Regions from separate parts of the Sus scrofa genome. Here region 1 is linked to region 2. A link is a contact called in public promoter capture Hi-C data. All regions are on one chromosome and are shown on one strand. Each heading gives the region's core, a stretch centred on a gene start, on an enhancer-like site or on the middle of the called end of the contact. The rest is flanking DNA. Distances are from core to core; before and after follow the strand shown. Region 1 holds the start of SRRM1 (serine/arginine repetitive matrix protein 1). Region 2 holds the start of NIPAL3 (NIPA-like protein 3).

Region 1 (5,133 bases), core at 242-2,741, 200 kb after region 2:
AGATGTGGGGGCATTTCCATTTCCTGGGATTCCACCTTTGCTGGAGAAAAGGAGGAGGTATTGGGAGGTTTTGAGCTTGAGTGACTTGCCTAAGGTTTTCCAACGGGCTCACTCTGGTGCATTTAGAACAGATGCTGATCCGCAAGGGTAGAAGCAGGGAAACCAGATAGGAGGCTAGGGCAGAAGTTCAGGCCAAAGATGATGGTGCTTTGAACCTAGACGATAGCAGAGTGGGTTTCTTGATGGTTTGGCAGTGAGATGTGGGAGGAAGAGGAGTCCAGCTTTTTTTTTTTCTTTTTTAGGGCCACACCTTTGGCATACGGAAGTTCTCAGGCTAGGGTTCGAATGGGAGCTACAGCCGCAGGCCTATGCCACAACCACAGCAACAGGAGATCCTTACCCTCCTGTGCAAGGACAGGGATCGAATCCGTGTCATCATGGATACTAGTAGGGATTTGTTACCAATGAGCCACAATGGGAACTCCAAGAGGAATCGAGATTAACAACCAAGGCTTGTATCTTAAACAAAAGGAAAGATACTGCCATCAACTGAGGTAGGGAAGACTTTGGGAGGGACAGGTCGGGTTTTTGGCCTGGTGGAGGGTGGAGGGAGGGAGTTCCAGGCAGAACAGGAGAAACGAGGAGCCCAGTTCCTACTTATGTTACGTTCGTGACGTCTGTCCAAGCGGAAACATTGAACAGGACGTTGCCAATACATGTTCGAAGCTCAGAGGAGAGGCCTTGAGCTGGAAACCTATGAAGTTGTTGGCAGAATTGGTATTTGAAGCCAAGAGAGTGAATACATTGTGAACAAAAATCAGGAAAGGGAGGCAAGTGTGTGTTGGGGGGGGTGTGTGTGTGTGGTTACGTTACAAAAGATGGCTAGAGAAGGGTCACATGTTCCCTTTCAGAGAAAAAGAGAGTGCATAAAGGAAAGGAGGCAGAAGGCATCCGGTTGCAGGCCCTCGCAGCCAGAGCTGGGCCGGTGAGGCACACGTGAGCTCCGAAAGTCCCGAAGCCTGAAGGCCGGCTTCCTTTCCGTCAGACTCTGCCCGGGGGCCCCGGCTCTCATCAGCTTCCTGCCGGTTCCGAAACTCATCTAACGGACATTTCCAGCTTCTCCCCAAAGCTAAGGAGTTGTAGCGGAAGTCGAGGGTGCGGGACCAAAACGCAGATTTCATTCATAGTACAGAGCTCGACTACTTCAGGGCCGACCTCGATAACTGGAAACTCGTAAAAGCAACACAATCACAACTTTTCTAACGAAAGCGGAGGCCGCAGGCTTCTCCTCTGCGCAAGAGCGGCCTCACAAGCGTCACCCTGAGGTAACAGCCTTTCTCCACAAGCTCTCCATGGAGCCCCCCCCCGGGGGGGGGCAGAAAGCCGCCCCCACTACGGGTCGAAGGAAGGGTCAATTCACGCTGAGCGAACAAGGCTGGTTAAGCGCCACAAAAGGTTTTGCAGGGCGGGGCGACCGGACGACACTCTCTTGCTCGCTCCCATTGGCTGTGGTCGCGAGGCTCTCCTCAAGGACTGGCCACTGGAGAAGCTCGGAGTCCGGTAGCAGCCCGCCTCCCGGAACGCGCGTGCGCACACTTGGCGAGCGCTCTCCACACTGAGCAAGCGCGGCCTCGTGTCCGCTGGAAGGGCGGGTGGAGCAGCGCGAGCTGCGTCCCGGCGCTCGGCTTTCCCTGCCGGTCCCGCCCTCCGTCGCGGTGGCGCGGTGCACCTTGGGATAGGGAGCGATCTCCGAGCGAGGCAGCAAGATGGACGCGGGATTCTTCCGCGTAAGTAGGAGCGCGGGGATCTGGGGTGAGGTGAGGGGCTTATCGAAAAGGCCCAGCAGGAGGCCTAAACTCGAGATGGGGTGGCCAGCGAGCGGAGACTTCGAAGATCCTGAGGATCCTCGTTGCCAGTGGACGCTTCCCCACTACCCTGCGGCGGGGACCGGTGCGCCCCTGCGCAGTCTCCTCCTCCGGGATCGTCCCCCCTACGCGGCAGCGACGGTCGCCGGAAAATGGCGGCGGGAATGGGCCTGAGCGGTACCTTCCCGCCCGCCTCCCTGGCAGGGCCTGCAGGGAGAGCCGCGCGCCCCACCGGGTCCTGGGGCCTAGCGGACCCGCGAGGAGGAAGTCCCTGGGGGGAGGCCGGAGGGAAACCCTGAGGTGACTGGCGGCAGGAGGGCCCTGGGGAGGACAGGTTTGGGGGTACCGCCTCAGGAGAGCGGGTGAGAGGACCGGAAGCAGCCTTGAGCCGCTTTTCTTGAGAAAGCGGGCACCAAACCCCCTCCCCCCGCGCCTCGCGCGCCCTCCCTCTTGGTCTAAGCCTTCCCGAAGGCTCCGGGTCAGAGTTCGCGGGAGCTCCCGCCCAATTTGATAGCCCTTCAGGGAGGGGAATGCAGATAATTTGTAGTTAGAACGTTTGAGTCTGAGACTCCAGGCAGAGGGTGCAACAAAAAGTATGCGCGTTTGTGGAGGCAGGGGTATGGAGTGGATCTACTCTTCGTTCCCGCTCACCGCCCCCCACCCCCTGTGAACGTTCTCTTGAAAATCTTTTTGGTGAAAAGGTTCCTCTTGATTCTCGCCCATCACCTGGAGATGGGGACGTTTTCTCGTCGTAGTTGGCCCTCAGGGCCCATACTTTTACCGGGCGCGTGCTGGACTCTTTTGGTCCCCTTTTACACTCCCGTAGGACCCATTCGAGATCTCGATGGGTGGGAAGTGACACTGATTGGACTAGAGTTTGCAAATTCTTTTTAAGGCAGAACGGACCATATAGAGACCAGTTGATTTAAGTCAGAATCTGTAGTGCATATTGGCTCTTTCCATTCCCTGGAGCATGTTACATGCAGTTTCTGTGTGTTTAAAGGAAAAGATAAAAGAGGGTAAGACCGGGACTTTAAGATATGTCTTGACACTCCAAAGCTAGCATTGAAATGCCTTTTGTCTTGGCTTTAAATGTGCCAACTAGTTTTTCATTAAAGGTTGAAGTGTTATTCCAAGAATTTGATACAGCCGGTTGTTTGATTGTTCTTAGGTTATGCAAACAGTACTATAGTTATTTATGTAATGATCGTTTCCAGTGAGTTTATATCAAATTTTCACACTGCAGATGAACTCTCCATTTTGTGATTTCCATCAAAGTTTTTTTGTGGTAAATACTCAACATATCCTGTAGTCTGAATGTATTCTTTTGAAACAAGTCTGTTCTTTTAATTTTTTCTTGTTATTGTCACTTTCCCTCGGAAGAGAGTTCCAACAGAAAAAGAACAAAGTGGCTGTTTTAAGAATGAGATTTGCTTTTAGTGTTGGTAAAAATCTGGAAGGAAAGGGCAGTGTTTTATATATTGCCTTGGGTTCTTAGAGAAGTTGATTAGATTTGAGCTCTGAATTAAAGATTTTAGGGCAGTTATTCTTTTAGTACACTTCCATCGAGTAATAGACTGAATTTTTCAGTTAAGATGGAAATAGTACCTTTCATTTGCTGAACTTCTGCCACACACCAGTTACTTTATGTATATCGTTTCGGATATTCTCAGCCTTGGGAGGTAGGTTTTAGCAAGTTAGGGAAAGTTTCTCAGACAGGTTAAGTAACTTGCTTTGAGGTCATGTGGTTTACATAGTGACAGAGTTGGGATTCTAATCAGGTTCTTTACTTTCTTAAAAGAATTTTCTCGATCACTTTCCAAAGGATTAGTGGCCAACTCTGAGAACTGATCAGTAGATTTCTTTTTTTTGATGGGCAAGAAGTGGGTTAAGATAAAAAGCGCTTGCGAGAGATACAGGCTGGCAGGCAAGGAGGCTCTCCCAATCAGTAGATTTCATATCACATTGTATATCCGGGTTTAATTGGGTCAGTAGGAATGACAAAATGCAGTCTGGTGGTTACTTGATGGTCTGGTATGTTTGTAAGCTCTCACTTTTTTCCAGTTTGTTTGCAGAAATTGAGTTTATATGGTAGACCTTTATTTTTTATGCACTCTGAGTTCTTCAAGTTGTGAAAACTTAACATACAGTCTTAGGTTCTTCCTTTTTCTGTGTTTATATGCATTGCCACAATAATTTTGTAAGATGATCCTGGCTTTCAGAAGAGGATGAAATGGTCTCGTTTGTAAAGTATAGAAAGTGCTCTCTTTTGAACAAACAAAAAAACCCCTTAAATGCTTTATTAGCATAGAAAGGGGTGTAAAAAGATACATAGCAAACTTGGTTGTGAGGGGGGTGTTTTATGTTGTATTCTATATTGCTGGACTTAATACAATGAATGTATGTTTTGTGTTTTTTAAATACAATCCAGTTTTCAAAATGTTAGCTACTTTGGAAAAAGAGTATGCATTCTGTACCTATGAATATGAGCTAGGGTGTTTCTCTTTACTTTGGTGTTTCCCTTTACTTGATTATCCTATTTTGACTGTAAAGGTCATAGCCATCATTAGCTAATAAAAAGCAGGAATTTAACTTTGAGGTCTTGATTGGAATGTGTTTCTCTTCCTTCAGGGAACAAGTGCAGAACAGGATAATCGGTTCAGCAACAAACAAAAGAAGCTACTGAAGCAGCTGAAATTCGCAGAATGTCTAGAAAAAAAGGTATACTGGATAAAGTGTTCTGCACCTTTACGTAGCACAGTTGATTCAAACATTTTGGGATTGTTTTGGAGATGCACTGTCACATGAATACTAGGGGAAACATTTATAGTCAAACATTTTCCACCTTTTAGTAACAACAGAGAATAGCACAAACAAATAAGAATGAGCTAAATTGTACCAAACTAAACAAAGTATTTCATAAGCTAAAAGGAACTTAGCCAGGACTCTTATGTGAGTTTTCTTTTAGGATTGCAAAGTTGTACTCAGTAATAATTACTTGCATATTTTATCAGGTGGACATGAGCAAAGTAAATTTGGAGGTTATAAAGCCTTGGATAACAAAACGAGTAACAGAAATCCTTGGATTTGAAGATGATGTTGTGATTGAGTTTATATTCAACCAGCTGGAAGTGAAGGTAATAATAAACAAATGGCTCTTATTTCTGAATATGTGAAATAATGTTGTGAATCTATGGAAACTGAATTTTTCTATGGAGTACAAATATAGGAGGGTTATTTTACAATGTTTTTTGTGAAAAGAATTCAC
Region 2 (5,296 bases), core at 1,233-3,732:
ACTCTATGTGGTATTTTTATGGATTTGCACGAGTAGTTTCGACTCTATGAGATTGTATTGATTCCGTTATAATGCTATGGTGCATCTTGAAGTATTTTACATTTTTCAAAGCCCTCTCAGGTAAATAATCCATTTCATATTTTTCATCAGCTGAGAAAGCCTGTCAGAGATCTGAAAGAAGTTTTAACAGCCAGCTAGTGACCTCTAGATTCTAATCACATCCTTTTGTTTTATAGATGGTGAACCAAGGCCCTGAGCAGGGAAGACATTTGAAGAAGAACACCCAAGGAGATGAAGTGGATCTAGGATTAGAACTCTTTTTCGTCCACCTGCTGCCCAGCACTGGAGCCCCAAAACTTTGGTGCCCTCGCAGGGGCTGAGGCAGGGGAGTCAGATGTCCATGCCCCTCACCGGAGTTCCGTGGGGGAAAGCACGCCATGATTATTATCATTTTTCAGGTGGGGGACTCTGAGGGCACACCTCTGGGGAGGGGCACCTCCAACGGTGGTTTCTTCCAGCCCTCAGGGCACCACCTAGCCCGACACCAGAATTCTGCACGCACCGGGCCGGCGGGGATCTCACTGACCATCCCATGCGGTGCGCCGGTTCCTCCTCCCCAGGACCCCGGGATCCGCGTCCCAACAAGAGACGGTCTCCTACCTCGTTGGGTCCCCAGCGCTGAATCTGGCCTGCCCGCCTCCCTGTCGCTATGGCAACCACAGATCTAACATTCCAGAGTCCACCTTCTGCCCGCCTTCTGACGAACTCTAGCCAATGGCGTCCTCTGTTTCTTTAGTTGCAAAGTTATTGACCAATGATCAGAGGCATTTCAAAAACCGCTGGGCTGCTGCCACAATTTAGGGTTCAGGTTTACTACGTCAGGATAGGTGGAGAAACCTGACATGGACTTATCTAGGCAACCCCTCAAAAATCTTGTGATAGACCAAAAGTCTTAGAATATTGCTCACCCAGAGATCCTACTTCAAGGAATAAACCGAAAAGAACTAACATTCATCCAAACCCTGTTTGTAACAAAGAAAAAAGACTGTTATGGGTCACCATACAAAGGCAGCCAGTGAGTGTTTCACGTGCCCCTCTTCACACACTTCAGAGCAATCACGGTGATCTTCACTCCAGTGACTTCCCTTTAAATTTAGGATGAAATCCAAGAGTTCCCCCTCGTGGCTCAGCGGCAACGAATCCGACTAGGAACCATGAGGTTGCGGGTTCGGTCCCTGGCCTTGCTCAGTGGGTTAAGGATCCGGCGTTGCCCTGACCTGTGGTGTAGGTGGCAGACGCCGCTCGGAGCTGGCGTTGCTGTGGCTGTGGTGCAGGCCACCACAGCCGGCGGCAACGGCTCCGATTGGACCCCTAGCCTGGGAACCTCCATATGCCGTGGGTGCGGCCCTAAAAGGATAGAAAAGACAAAACAAATAAATAAATAAAATAAATAAATTTAGGATGAAATCCAAACATCTTCATGTAAGCGGTTCCTGGCCAGTCCCTCTGGTAACAACTTCTACCTCACATGCGCCAGAAAAATCTCTCACTAGCCCCGCAGTCCTTGGAGCAGTTTCAACAGTTATGTCTCCTTCTTCTCTCAGTTGTTCCCTCTGAGTTCGCTCGGGTCAGGGTCTGAGCCATGACTGGCTCTTTCTCATCATGGAGGTCTCTATCCAAATGTCATGTTTTCATTTGTAAAATGGGCATGAGCCCAGTGTCTCACTTAGGGAGTTGTTGAGAGGATCTCAATTGAAAGGCATGTGAGTGAAAAAGCAGAAACACCATGCACGTATTCAGTATTTTAAAATACATTTTTCCCATTTAAATTTAATTTTTAATTGAAGTATAGTTGCTGTACAACATTATGTTACAAGAATACAATACAGTGATTCACAGTTTTAAAGGTTATGCTCAGTAATAGTTATTATAAAATATGGGCTATATTCCCCATATTGTGCAATATATCCTTCTGGCAATTACAATTATTTCAGTTGTACATTAAGGAAGCATTCACCAAGCGCTAGGCTTATTGAGAACCTTAAGAACTGCTGAGCTGCGGAGGGAGGGCTCGTACAGTCTGCGGCCAACAGGTGTTCTGGGAGGGCACACAAGGAGAAATTTTGGGGGCCCCTCCGTTTTGCGAGGAAAGGGGCCTTGAAAGACGTGTAGGATTTGATTACCTGGTGAGAGCATGGCGTGAGCGAAGAGCAGGAGCAAAGCCCAGGAGGTGACTCTGAGGATAAGGAGGGAGGACACCTGGCAGGCTGCCCATCTGTCGGGCAGGTGGAGTGAGCAGTCACCGGAGCTCTGCAGACAGCCAAAGAAGAGGAGCGAGGTTTTATTCCAACTTCCTTCCTGTGGCCGCTAGAGGGGACTCTCTCCAGGTGAGCGCAAAGCTCCGTCGGGGAGCCGCCTCTGCCTGGCTCCGCGACCCCACGCTTCAAGCAAGCTTTGCTGTGCAGCCAATGATCGCGGAGTGTCCCGCCCACTCCCTCCTCGCAGCCATTCGTTTGCGCAAAATGTCCGCCAGATTTTGACGGGCAGGCGACCTGACAAATAAAATAGAAGCCTTTGAAAGCAAAACACTGCAGCATTCCGGCAGCTCTGAGTTGAGGAAGGAATTGAAGAGGCTGTGTCGCCGGCTTGCGAGAAGAATCCAAGTCGCTCTCAGAAACGTTTGCTAGGTGGGCCTTGGTGGAAACGCCCCCGGTAAGTAGCGATTAAGACTAAGGAGGAGGAGGGTGGCGGAGACTTGAATTCAACCTTCGTTTCAGAAAAAGCGACTACATTTGTGATCATCGTACATTCCCTAGTATGAATACCTTCCTTCTTGCAGTCACTAGGCTTGTCACTTTGGGTCTTGTTGCCTCAGAATGCTTTTTCCATTTTCACATCGAGGAGAGGGGGCGTGGGTTTGCTTCAATAAAGGCGATGTCAGGCTTTACCAAGTCAGGAGGTGAAATGAAGTAACTTCGTCAAAATTGCCCCTGTACACGCCAGCTTGAGCTTCCTGGAGATAGGAGATGGTCAAGTTAGCAGGTGGATGAGGGGAGGCATTCTTGATCCGAACCGGCCGCTGGAAGTTGTAGTTTCCAGCAGGTTGGGTGGGGACTGAAGAGTGTAACCCTTTAGTGAGCAAAAGCCAGAAAAGGGAGAGCACTCAACGTGTAATGAACACTCAGCAGCCAGAAGCTGAATTGTCAGGTGATGGGAAAGGGCGTGTTTTATTTATTTTTTCAGATAGATAGAACCAAATTCTAATACAGACCCTACTTTTAGCAGCCATGAGCTGTGGTTCTCTCATCTGGGAAACCTGCTCTGAGGGTCGGTGAAGTAATTCATTGAGATGAGGGGTTGGGGGTGAAGTGGAAGCCATCACCTAGTGAATTATCTTTCCTTTTTTTAAGTCAGTGACCCCGTGCTCACTGCTGGCTGTGAGGAGCTCAAAATTAAGGGGTGGCTGGCAACACAGTTGGCTGCTTGCCTCTAGGGCATATGCTAGTCCTGCAGAAGTGCTCTGAAATCAGGAAAAGAGAGTCACTAGGTAAAGAATGTGCACCTTGTAATGGAGGACAACCTGCCAAGGGTTTGGCCAAGGCTTTTAGTCCAAACTCCTACCCAGCTGAGGGAGAGTTTTCTATCTGCAGGCCATGATGCCTCAGAGGCTTGGGGGTTCCTGAGGCGGAGAGGGAGGCTGCTTTTTAAAAGTGAATTAAGTGAAAGCAACCACAGCCTCCACAAAGGAAAGCAAAAAACAGAGACCTCCCTGGGGAAACCAGAGGGCCTGGATTCCCATCACCCCCTTGGCACCTCCCTGTGGTTTCTCTGATGTGCCGTGGGTGGGGCTGGATCTGTCAGTTGTATCTCTGGAGTTTCGGTTGGTTAGGCCTGAGTAAGCCATTCTATTCTTGACTGTGAAGCAGTCACATTGCACCAGGTGCTTCGGAGGCCTCTCTATAGTCTGCTGGTAGGTATGTACGGAGGTCACTGTGCCAAGCTCTGGGCTTGATCTCAGGAAGGAGCAACTGCCCAAGGGATTCAGCAAACAGTTTCCGAGAATTTGTGCTCCAGCGCCCCTTTACCTCCAGGTGGAAAGCCTCTAAGAATATCTCAGAAATCCAGAGAGCCCTGGGCTACTTTTCCTTTCTAAGGCTATGATATTAAAACGTTGCTGTAGGGATACATACATTTAACACAGTAATGCTTTTCACCCATGCATGAAAGTATAGTGAAGAAGAATCATGCTTTTCACAAGATTACAAACTCACATTCATAGGGCTTTACTGTCAGGGAGGCCCAATTATAGGCTATGAGTTATAAAGTTGTCTGATGAATATACTTCCTGTACCTATATACTGACTATATAACCTTATCTGGAGGCAATAGCAATCATTTAAGTTTGAGGCTCTTTGACAAAGTGAGACCTGGGCTAAATAGTCTTCATGCTGCCCCTGTGCTAAGCCCTCCATCTGGTATCTCCTGGATGCTGGACATGATTCGAGTCCTGTAACACATGACTGTGCAGTTCACATCCGGGCTTAAGGCTAGATAACCTAAGGAAATGGAAGCTACAGGAAAGACGAGAGACAGCTTTCTGAAGCCTCGAAGCGTGGCAGAAACGTTGCCCGTTTAACAGGCATGTGGTAAGCCCTCAAATATTTGTTGCCTGAATGCATGAAAAAAAGGAAGGAATGTTCATGGGTAAATTAAATAATTAAACCAGTAAGAATAAAGTCAGTACAAATAATAACTGACATTCATTGACAGTTTGCTGTGCACACATTTTATATGCATTATTTCACCACATTCTCACATCAACACATGGGAGTGAATATCCAGATTTCACAGCAGAGGAAACTGGCTAAAAAATTAAATGACGTGGCCAAGGTAAAATGGGTAGCTCATGATGGATCACAAGCAATTTAAGTTTTTTAATTGAAATAAACTTAGGCTTTAAAGTAGACTCCAAATTTGTATGATTTTTTTTTTAAATATAAGACCTCAAAAAAAAACAAAAAAACCTTTAGCATTTGTTGTAAGGTATTTTGGCCATACTTCCTTCTCTATTTAGTAGAAAAGCTTGAGCCGCCCTGAAAATATTCGTTCAATGAAATTAGTGAGAATGACAGTCATTGATGATTTTACTTTAGGCCACATTATTAGCCCTACTTTACAGATGAGGCAACTGAGATGCCCAGAGGCAAAAAGATCTGGTCTTTTAGGTCCTCCCCCTTCAGCTCCAAGTGTTATGTCACCTGTGCTGGGCTGACCCTCAGGAGCAGGTCGGTTCTCC

What was found. Promoter capture Hi-C pulls out the DNA fragments that hold promoters and counts their contacts.
Region 1: a contact with region 2 is called in a promoter capture Hi-C map of liver, with 5 times the contacts expected there. The contact joins the promoter of SRRM1 here to the promoter of NIPAL3 in region 2. A contact is called at or near these places in 3 of 5 promoter capture datasets (fetal liver and liver), 7 of 47 Hi-C or Micro-C datasets (fetal heart ventricle, fibroblasts, heart right ventricle and 3 more) and 2 of 2 datasets of contacts at active chromatin or transcription factors (alveolar macrophages and skeletal muscle).

Annotation. Positions count from the first base shown.
Region 1 is chr6:82,307,701-82,312,833 of Sscrofa11.1, forward strand. SRRM1 (serine/arginine repetitive matrix protein 1) reads left to right here and starts at 1,492. Exons shown (of 16, transcript XM_021095577.1): 1 at 1,492-1,787; 2 at 4,497-4,586; 3 at 4,880-5,002. The coding sequence starts at 1,767. It also overlaps the pseudogene LOC100522323.
Region 2 is chr6:82,109,046-82,114,341 of Sscrofa11.1, forward strand. It overlaps NIPAL3 (NIPA-like protein 3), which reads left to right and starts at 2,483. Exons shown (of 12, transcript XM_003127700.6): 1 at 2,483-2,712. It overlaps STPG1 (O(6)-methylguanine-induced apoptosis 2), which reads right to left and starts at 2,423. Exons shown (of 8, transcript XM_021095547.1): 1 at 2,184-2,423. The coding sequence starts at 2,196.